Linked DNA regions of Sus scrofa: all the other regions are linked to region 1. Evidence: chromatin contacts called from public promoter capture Hi-C data. All regions are on one chromosome and are shown on one strand. Each heading gives the region's core, a stretch centred on a gene start, on an enhancer-like site or on the middle of the called end of the contact. The rest is flanking DNA. Distances are from core to core; before and after follow the strand shown. Region 1 has its middle 190 kb from the start of TRNAR-UCG. Region 2 holds the start of ENC1 (ectoderm-neural cortex protein 1). Region 3 has its middle 120 kb from the start of ENC1.

What was found. Promoter capture Hi-C pulls out the DNA fragments that hold promoters and counts their contacts.
Region 2: a contact with region 1 is called in a promoter capture Hi-C map of liver, with 10 times the contacts expected there. The contact joins the promoter of ENC1 here to the enhancer-like site in region 1. A contact is called at or near these places in 2 of 5 promoter capture datasets (fetal liver and liver), 7 of 47 Hi-C or Micro-C datasets (brain, embryonic fibroblasts, liver and 4 more) and 1 of 2 datasets of contacts at active chromatin or transcription factors (skeletal muscle).
Region 3: a promoter capture Hi-C map of liver shows a contact between it and region 1, with 4 times the contacts expected there. The contact joins two enhancer-like sites. A contact is called at or near these places in 1 of 5 promoter capture datasets (liver) and 1 of 47 Hi-C or Micro-C datasets (embryonic fibroblasts).

Annotation. Positions count from the first base shown.
Region 1 is chr2:83,443,734-83,446,281 of Sscrofa11.1, reverse strand. No RefSeq gene overlaps it. Among named protein-coding and RNA genes, the nearest start is that of TRNAR-UCG, 190 kb to the right of the region's middle. Within about 2 kb of position 1,276, at least 14 of the 83 cell types and tissues checked have an H3K27ac peak or open chromatin away from gene starts, as enhancers often do. A contact at or near this core is called in liver, where this site is marked.
Region 2 is chr2:83,690,529-83,693,076 of Sscrofa11.1, reverse strand. It overlaps ENC1 (ectoderm-neural cortex protein 1), which reads left to right and starts at 1,265. Exons shown (of 3, transcript XM_003123701.5): 1 at 1,265-2,081.
Region 3 is chr2:83,572,598-83,575,145 of Sscrofa11.1, reverse strand. No RefSeq gene overlaps it. Among named protein-coding and RNA genes, the nearest start is that of ENC1, 120 kb to the left of the region's middle. Within about 2 kb of position 1,280, at least 20 of the 83 cell types and tissues checked have an H3K27ac peak or open chromatin away from gene starts, as enhancers often do. A contact at or near this core is called in liver, where this site is marked.

The DNA of each region.
Region 1 (2,548 bases), core at 27-2,526:
CCTGGCCTCACTCAGTGGGTTAAGGGTCCAGTGTTGCTGCTGTGAGCTGTGGTGTAGGCCGGGGGTACAGCTCTGATTTGATCCCTAGCCTGAGGACTTCCATGTGCTGTGGTTGCAGCCCTTAAAAAAAAAAAAAAAAGAACAAGTTACTAGATAATTCTTTACATCAAGTAAGATGGTCAGTATATTATGAAGAAAGGATCAGAGTCTAAACTATAAGAAGGATATGAAACTTTTAGATAAATGGTGGTTTTTCCTTTTATATACATAAAATAAACCTTTTTTTCTTCTTTATTTACAAGATTATGTATACAGAGTATAAGAAAAGAGATTTTTCACTGCCTGTGAACATGTCCCTGCCTCTTCTTGGCCAAGTTTTTTTTTTTTTAATTGCATTTCAAGATTTTGATGAAAATAATTTTGTGTAAAAGAGGAGGTACTATTACAATGATCTGCTCTAGAAGTTAAAGACCTGAGATGGGACAGTGACTGTAGTTCTCCTTTGCCTGAATGCTCAGTGCCCCCCATGGCAGGTGGGGGCCCAAAGCTCAAGCCTTCCCAGTTGCTGGCAGAGAAAACTTTCTCTGGTTCAGAGCACTGGTTTTTCACAGTCCTGTGGGCTCAGACCTTAAGGAAAATAGCAGCAGCTGTAATCAAAACAAATGGCTTCTCCAGGCATCAGGCAGATATTTCCATCAATTTTCCTCCCAAATGGCCCAGACTCAGACTTCCTTCAGTCTAGGTCAGATGATCTAATGGTCACCCCTCAAAATCTACCCACTCGGCCAACTGTGTAGGAAGGAGCGTCTGCGCCGTGACCTTTTCTCTGTGAAGTTCATTGAGTTTTCTCTCTTGTACCACACAGGGCTTTTTTTTCTAATGCCCTTTGGACACTGCATTAAACTTTAATTGTGGCTGGGGAGGAAGCTCTGGGTTGGGTTGGGCAGCCCTGCCCAGCCCTGCGGTACCATCCATGCGACTGTCAGTTGGTTAGTTATGCTGGAACCCTTGTGCTGCTTGGAGCTCATTAATTCCCCTCCTCCTCAGCCGCTTTCCCTGGAAAGCTATTTGGTTATTTCCAGCTGAAACTGCTCACGGCCTAGAAGCATCCCCTAGGACTCAATTGCCCACCAAACCATAAGCAGAGCTCTGCTCCTGCTAGAAATGCTCTCCTCTCTGCTGGACACGTTTCTTTGAATGATAAAAGCCTGGGTTTGCATACAGTTGGGGCAGTGCCCTCTGTCTGGCTGGACAGGGCCAGGCCAGGTCAGTGTAGTGACTCACAGTCAGATAGCAGCTAATCCATCTCTTGGGGTGTCATTAACACAGGTGAGCAGACAGCCACATCAAACCTGCTTCCCTTTTAAGGGCCATATTTACAACCCATTAGTCGTCAGGGCGAGTGGGAACAAGGCTATTGGTGGCAAGTATGCAATCCATCACAGTAATTAAGTGGGTTTAAGCGCACCGCTAATCTGGGGAGGTGCAGAGTTCTGTTTCGACATCCTAACTTAGAAAAAATGAACCATGCCAAGGAAAGTTCCTGTCTTTGTCTCTGCTTCCAGCCTTTCTCTCCATCTCTGTTTTTCTGTGTTCTGTGTCTCTTTGGATCTCTGTCTCTGTATATCCCTGCCTCTCTTTGTTTTTCCAGCAGATTCCTTTCTCTTTTTACAAAATCCTTCTTCCTCAATTTAACATTACAACGTCCAACAGCTTAAGTAGATTCTCCAGAATAAAACCAAACAAAAAGCTCCCCCCCGCCGCCTACTTTCAGCATGCCACCCTTTAATTTTGGCTCCCTGTCAACTGCAGCCAGAGTGAAGATGCACTCGCCTGTGTGGTTGGTTTTTCATTGCATTTTCAGCATCATCTTGGCACTGCCTTGCGTCTCCCCTGCTCCCTGCTGTGCTTCCTTTTCTTTGGTTCAGGGGCAAAATTTCAGGTCACTCAGCCGATTACATTACCCTTCCCACCCCTGCCTCTGAGAACCTGCACTTCCCCATAAAATGCTGCTCTCTGGTGTTTACAAAAGAAGCGGTGGAAAGAGAATCCTGAGCTCCGAGCATGTAATTTCTACCTGTACACTGGAGCATAGGATGAGCCCGAGAACCGAGGTGCTGAGGTGCCAGAGGAGCCAGGCTCATTTCACACAGTCTCGAGAAGCAGTTGCCTGCAGAAGGCCCAGCAGCTGTTTAACACACAGAGCGACCGTGCACACCAGTTTAGGGCGGGAACTGAAGAAGGAGACCATGTCCAATTGCAGCCTCGGGGGACACTGGAGGAGGCAGGATGTGATTTTTACCTTTGATGCACCTCTCTGCCTCCCAACCTCAGGGAAGGTTATGAATTCTTCCTAATTAAAAAAAAATATAAAATTGTGTGCATCACAATATCAGCCAAGGCTGGCTTCCAGAAACAGCTTGAAAATTGGCCTCTGTAGATGAGATGACCCAGGAGGGAGAATATGAACACCATGAACCATCTTTCTGAAGGCTCTGCTCCAGGCAGAAAAGACAAAGCAAGAATTTAGCGTCCTCAAAACACTGGA
Region 2 (2,548 bases), core at 16-2,515, 250 kb before region 1:
TATCTGTCTGGTTTTTGCTGATTTTATCCGTATCTTCAGAACTGGGCATGCTTGCCGACTCCCCCTGTCCAACCTCGCAGATGGCAGAACCCTTGCGTGGGTCTGACCGGGAACTGATCTGGCCTCTCTGGCTTTGTGAAGCAGTCTTGAGCTGAGACTCTGCATAACAAATTAAAATATGAAACAGATTTGTAAAGGCTCGTGGTGAGGCTGAGGAGTTAATGCTAACAAAGGACTTCAGAGGGCACTGTCTTTCTTTGTTTGCAAGGAGCACAATTTTTCGGGAGGGATCCTGAAGTGGGATGAGAATAAAGGACCGACAGAGTCTCGGTTTCAGCAGTCTTCAGACTCAGGGTGTGCCAGGCGGGCCTCTTTAGACTGTTTAAACCATTTCTGCTTCTGATATTTAAAAGAAAGCTGAGAAGTGGGGGAGTGGGGAGAGAAAATTCCATCGTGGATCCCCACTCTAGCCATAGGGCTGGGCCACTGCAAGAGGCTCTCCAACTGGATATGTCACATCTTCCTGGGCCTCAGTTTGCTAACCTGCAAAACGAGGGGGCTTGACCGGTGATCTCTACAGTTCATTCATATACTTTACTCCAAATACCTAGTAAAAAGAAAAACAAGCATTTCAGCTCCCAGGGGAAAGACAAGCCCTTGGTCCTAAGATCAAAAATGGGTTTCATAAATAGTGATGGCCGTTTGAGATTAGTTCTCTAATCGCCTTCTTTCTCGTGGCATGCGGCTCTTCAAACGTGTATGCTGAACCATCTCTTTGCTGAACTAATCAGCGATAAAACACAGGAAGGGACCCTGTCTGAGAGGGCGATTGAGGCTTTATCGCTACGGAGAGAAGGCGGCGTGGCCGCTCCTTGGAGTAGTTCGCTTTGAATCAAGCGGCCGCGACGATTGGCTGCGAAGCACGTGGTAGCCTACCGGACAGCGCCGGGTTGTTGCTGCCTGGGGCAGAGTCCAGCGGCGGGAGCCGCACCCGCGGGGGCGTAGGGAGAGAGGGAGGGAGGAAGTGGGGGGGAGACGACAGGGGCTCGAGTCTTCCTGGTCCCTAGCCACAGAGAAACCCTACAGGCCGGCTTTGTCCAACCTGCAGTGTCCCCCAGAGTATCCAAAATTGTGTCCTAACCCAGCCACTGTCCTCCCTCCAGGTGTCCCATTCACTACGCGGGCTCTGCGCGCTTAGGACGCGTGCCGCGGACACCCAGCTCGCCCTTCGGCGCCCTTTCCCGAGCATCTCGCAGGCTCTCGCAGCGTGGGCCTCACAACGCGGAGCTGCGCTCCCTGGTCTTGGGTCCCTCAGCACCCCTCTGGGCCAGAGGCGCAGACACTCCGATCTGGGAAAACTTGTTTTAATCTCGGTCCCCAAGGGCTGCAGCTGCTCAAGGCTGAGATTCTGTGTCCGCTTTGTCTCTCTCCCCTTGCCGCATCCCCCTCCCCCGTTTCCTCTCTCGATTAACTCCCCCGACAAGCTCTCCTCCGGCTCTTCTTTTCCTCCTCCACCTCCTCCTCCTCCTCTTCCTTCTCCGCCGGCAGTATTCACGCGCTTCCCTCCCTCCCTTCATCCCTCCCTCCCCTGGTGTCACTCTTTGCCTACGCGATCTCTCCCCGCCCCTCCCTCCCCTCCGCGCCGCTTATAGCTGGGCTCTGGGCCGCTGGGCGCCGACTGCTCCGGCAGCTGGAGAGAAGGCGGCTCGGCAGTGGCGCTGCTGAGACCGGGTCGAGACGCCAAGCAGCCGCGGCGCGCACGGCGCTTTCCAGCTCCCTCCCCCGAGTGCACAGCCCGCCTCCTTCCGCGGTGCCTGCAGCCGCGGGCCACTCTCCCCTCCCGAGAGCACTCAGAGAGCCGCTCCGCGGGTGGCGGGCGCAGAGTCCGCGGTGTGGGGATCTTGAGGCCGCGGCGATCTGCCCGCGGTAACCAGCCCGCGAACCAGAGCCCCATGCGCACTCCTTTCGCCCCGGCAGTCGCTGTTGCTCCCTGGGGTTGAGATCGCTGCTTCCTCGCCTCCCCGCCCTGTGACCGAGGCAAGAACCCAGCTGGTTGTGTGCTGTGGCCGGTCGCCACTGCTGTAAGTTTCCTCTACCGCCGCGTACCTGTTGCGGGCGCCGCGGGTTTCAAGGGCTGCCCGGCCTGCGAGAGTGTGCTCTCGCAAGGGGGGTGTGTGCGCCCCAGAGCGAGAAACTCCGACCTAGGCGGCGGTGGCGAGATCTTCTCCCGGCGGAGACCGGGTGTCTGCCACTGCCCTCCCGCAGCAAGCAGAGCCGGGCATTGCGGGAGGGGCCTCCTCCGGCGGCGCGCCGCCGGGGCGAGCTGCTGGAGCTGCTGGCGAGCGAAGAGCTGAGCCAGGGTACGATCCATCCCTTCTCCACGCAAAGAGCGCTTGCAGGGGGGCGCGGAATTGCTGGTCCACGTTGCATCCTTACCCGCACAGGGAGCATCGGGGCCACGCACAGACACCCCTCTTGAGAGCGTTAACCGCGGCCAGATATGTGTAGGAAATGAATGAAAACTGGTTTCTGAAAAATGTTTCTTCTC
Region 3 (2,548 bases), core at 31-2,530, 130 kb before region 1:
GCCTACGCCAAAGCCACAGCAACGCGGGATCCGAGCCGCGTCTGCAACCTACACCACAGCTCACGGCAACGCCAGATTGTTAACCCACTGAGCAAGGGCAGGGATCGAACCTGCAACCTCATGGTTCCTAGTCGGATTCGTTAACCACTGCGCCACGACGGGAACTCCGGTTATTACAAGATATTGAATTCAGTTCCCTGTGCTTCGCAGTAGGACTTTGTTGTTTATCTCTTTTATTTTTTTGCCACACCATGGCATGTGGATGTTCCCAGGCCAGGGATCAAACCGATGCCACAGCGACCTGAACTGCTGTAGCGACAGTACTGGATCTTTAACTTGCTGAGCCACCAAAGAACTCCTATTTATTTTATACATAGTAGTTTGTATCTGCTGATCCTAGACTCCTAATTTTCACCCCCCTTCCCCTGGTCCCCTTTGATAACCATGTTTGTTTTCTGATGTCTGTTAAATCTGTTTCTATTTTGCAAATAAGATAATTTGTATCAAATTTGAGATTCCAAACATAAGTGACATCATATGATATTTGCCTTTCTCTGACTTACTTCACTTAGTATGATACTCTCTCAGGCCATCCATGTTGCTGCAAATGGCCTTATTTCATTCTTTTCATGGCTGAGTAGTATTCCATTGTGTATGTGTACCACAGCTGCTTTATCCATTCATCTGTTGATGGACATTTATGTTGTTTCCATGTCTTGGCTCTTGTGAATAGTGCTGCTGTGAACTTTGGGGTGAATATGTCTTTTCAAATTGGTGGTTTTTTTTTTTCTTCTTTTTTTTCTGGATATGTACCCAGGGGTGGAATTGCTGGATCATATGGTAACTCTATTTTCAGTTTTTTGAGAAATTGCAATACTGTTTTCCATAGTGGCTATACCAGTTTACAGTCCCAAGAGGTGTTTTTTTCTTTGCAAGAATCAAGTTGCACATTATTTTCTAAAGAAAGCATGAGTCTCCAATTCATTTTATCTTCCAGATCAAATCTTTTAGAGAACTTGCATATTCATTAAAAATTAGGCAACAATTATCCGTAAAAGTGATAATTGTGAGTCTGCCAATTATTTGTCTTTCTAAAACCAAACTTATAAATGCCACATTTGCATCTTGAAAAAAGGATATTATTTCTACGCATTTTGGGTTGTTATTCCTGTTGTTTTGGTTCTCTGCTCTTTTGGCAGGCTGTTTTGCTCTGATTGGTAGGCTTTCCCATTTTCACTGTTCCATTTTCAAATGTTAATCATTAGTCATTGTTCATGTTCCCTCCATGCTGCAGCCCAGAATATAGCTAGCTCTTAAAGGCTGCTGCTCCAGCAGTGGTGGGGAGGGGCTCTGGGTGTTCCCAATGACCCGGGGTCATGTCCTGTGTTGGAAAAAGATGAAAGGGTAGTCTAGTGGTCAGCCTCCAGGTCCTGGGAAAGGTAGACCCCTCCAGGCTATGCAAACTGAGAAGGAAGAAGGTCCCCATGCAGCTGTGGCTGTGCTCAGGCTGACAGGCCTTGCAGGTTCCCAGAAACCTCTTTGATTTGCTGCCCATTCCACATGATGTTTAGTAATAAACAGAGTTCAATGGCCAGTCTAGACAAACAAATCACGGCTCTGGCAAACCCTGGGTTCTGATGACATGTTATGTCTCTGCAATGCGGGGAGGAAGGAGCCGGCTTTGAAACTCGAAAGCAGTGTCTCTGTGAGCTCACAGCAAACAGAGAGGGGCTGGGATGGGGATTCAGACAAACAGACCCTACTCTGACCAAATTAGAAGGCAGTCCCCGCCTTGTGGCTTGTGAATTTCCTGCCCTGTCTTCCTCCAGGTGTGAGGACGCTGCCCTGAACGTGAGTGAAATGCGAGAGGTTGAAATATTCATCTTTCTGAAGCCCTCGGGGTAGTCGCGGCCACCTGCTTCCCGCCTGTAGCAGCTGTCCTGAACGGTTTTCACTTGAGAGATGCTATTTTTCTCTTCAAACAAAATATTTCATCAGGGTTGGATTTTAATTGAGCCAGGAAGCCCTCCAAGATATTTCCTGTCCCCTGGCCGGCTTTATCTGCTGTTTAGAGGTGACAAGAAATCTCCCAGCTTCCTCCTCTCTTTTTCCTCCTCCCACCTCATCTGTGCAACTACAGTGCCAAACCTTGGCAAGCCGTGTGTTATCAGCTTGCAGGGCACACAGTCAAATCCCATTTCTATTGGGGACTAAAACAGGAAAAATGCTAAGAAAAGGCTGGCTCACTGAATTCCCTGTGAAATAATCCCCAAGTGAAAATAGCAGCGCCTTTTTTTTTTTTTTTTGAACATGTGCTTCTTATAAATACAGACCAGGATGCTAAACTGTGTATAGTATAACCAAGAATGCTTAGAAAACGTGGCTGGTAGTATTCTTCTGTGAGTCTTTTTGGGCTGTTTTCATCTCGAAGTAATTCATTTTCAGTACTTATCAAGAGTTTCTTTTACAATTAGTTCAATACATTTTTCTTTGACTGCGTTGAATTGTTTACTCAATGTTAATGGTTCCTCACAAATATTTACTGAAT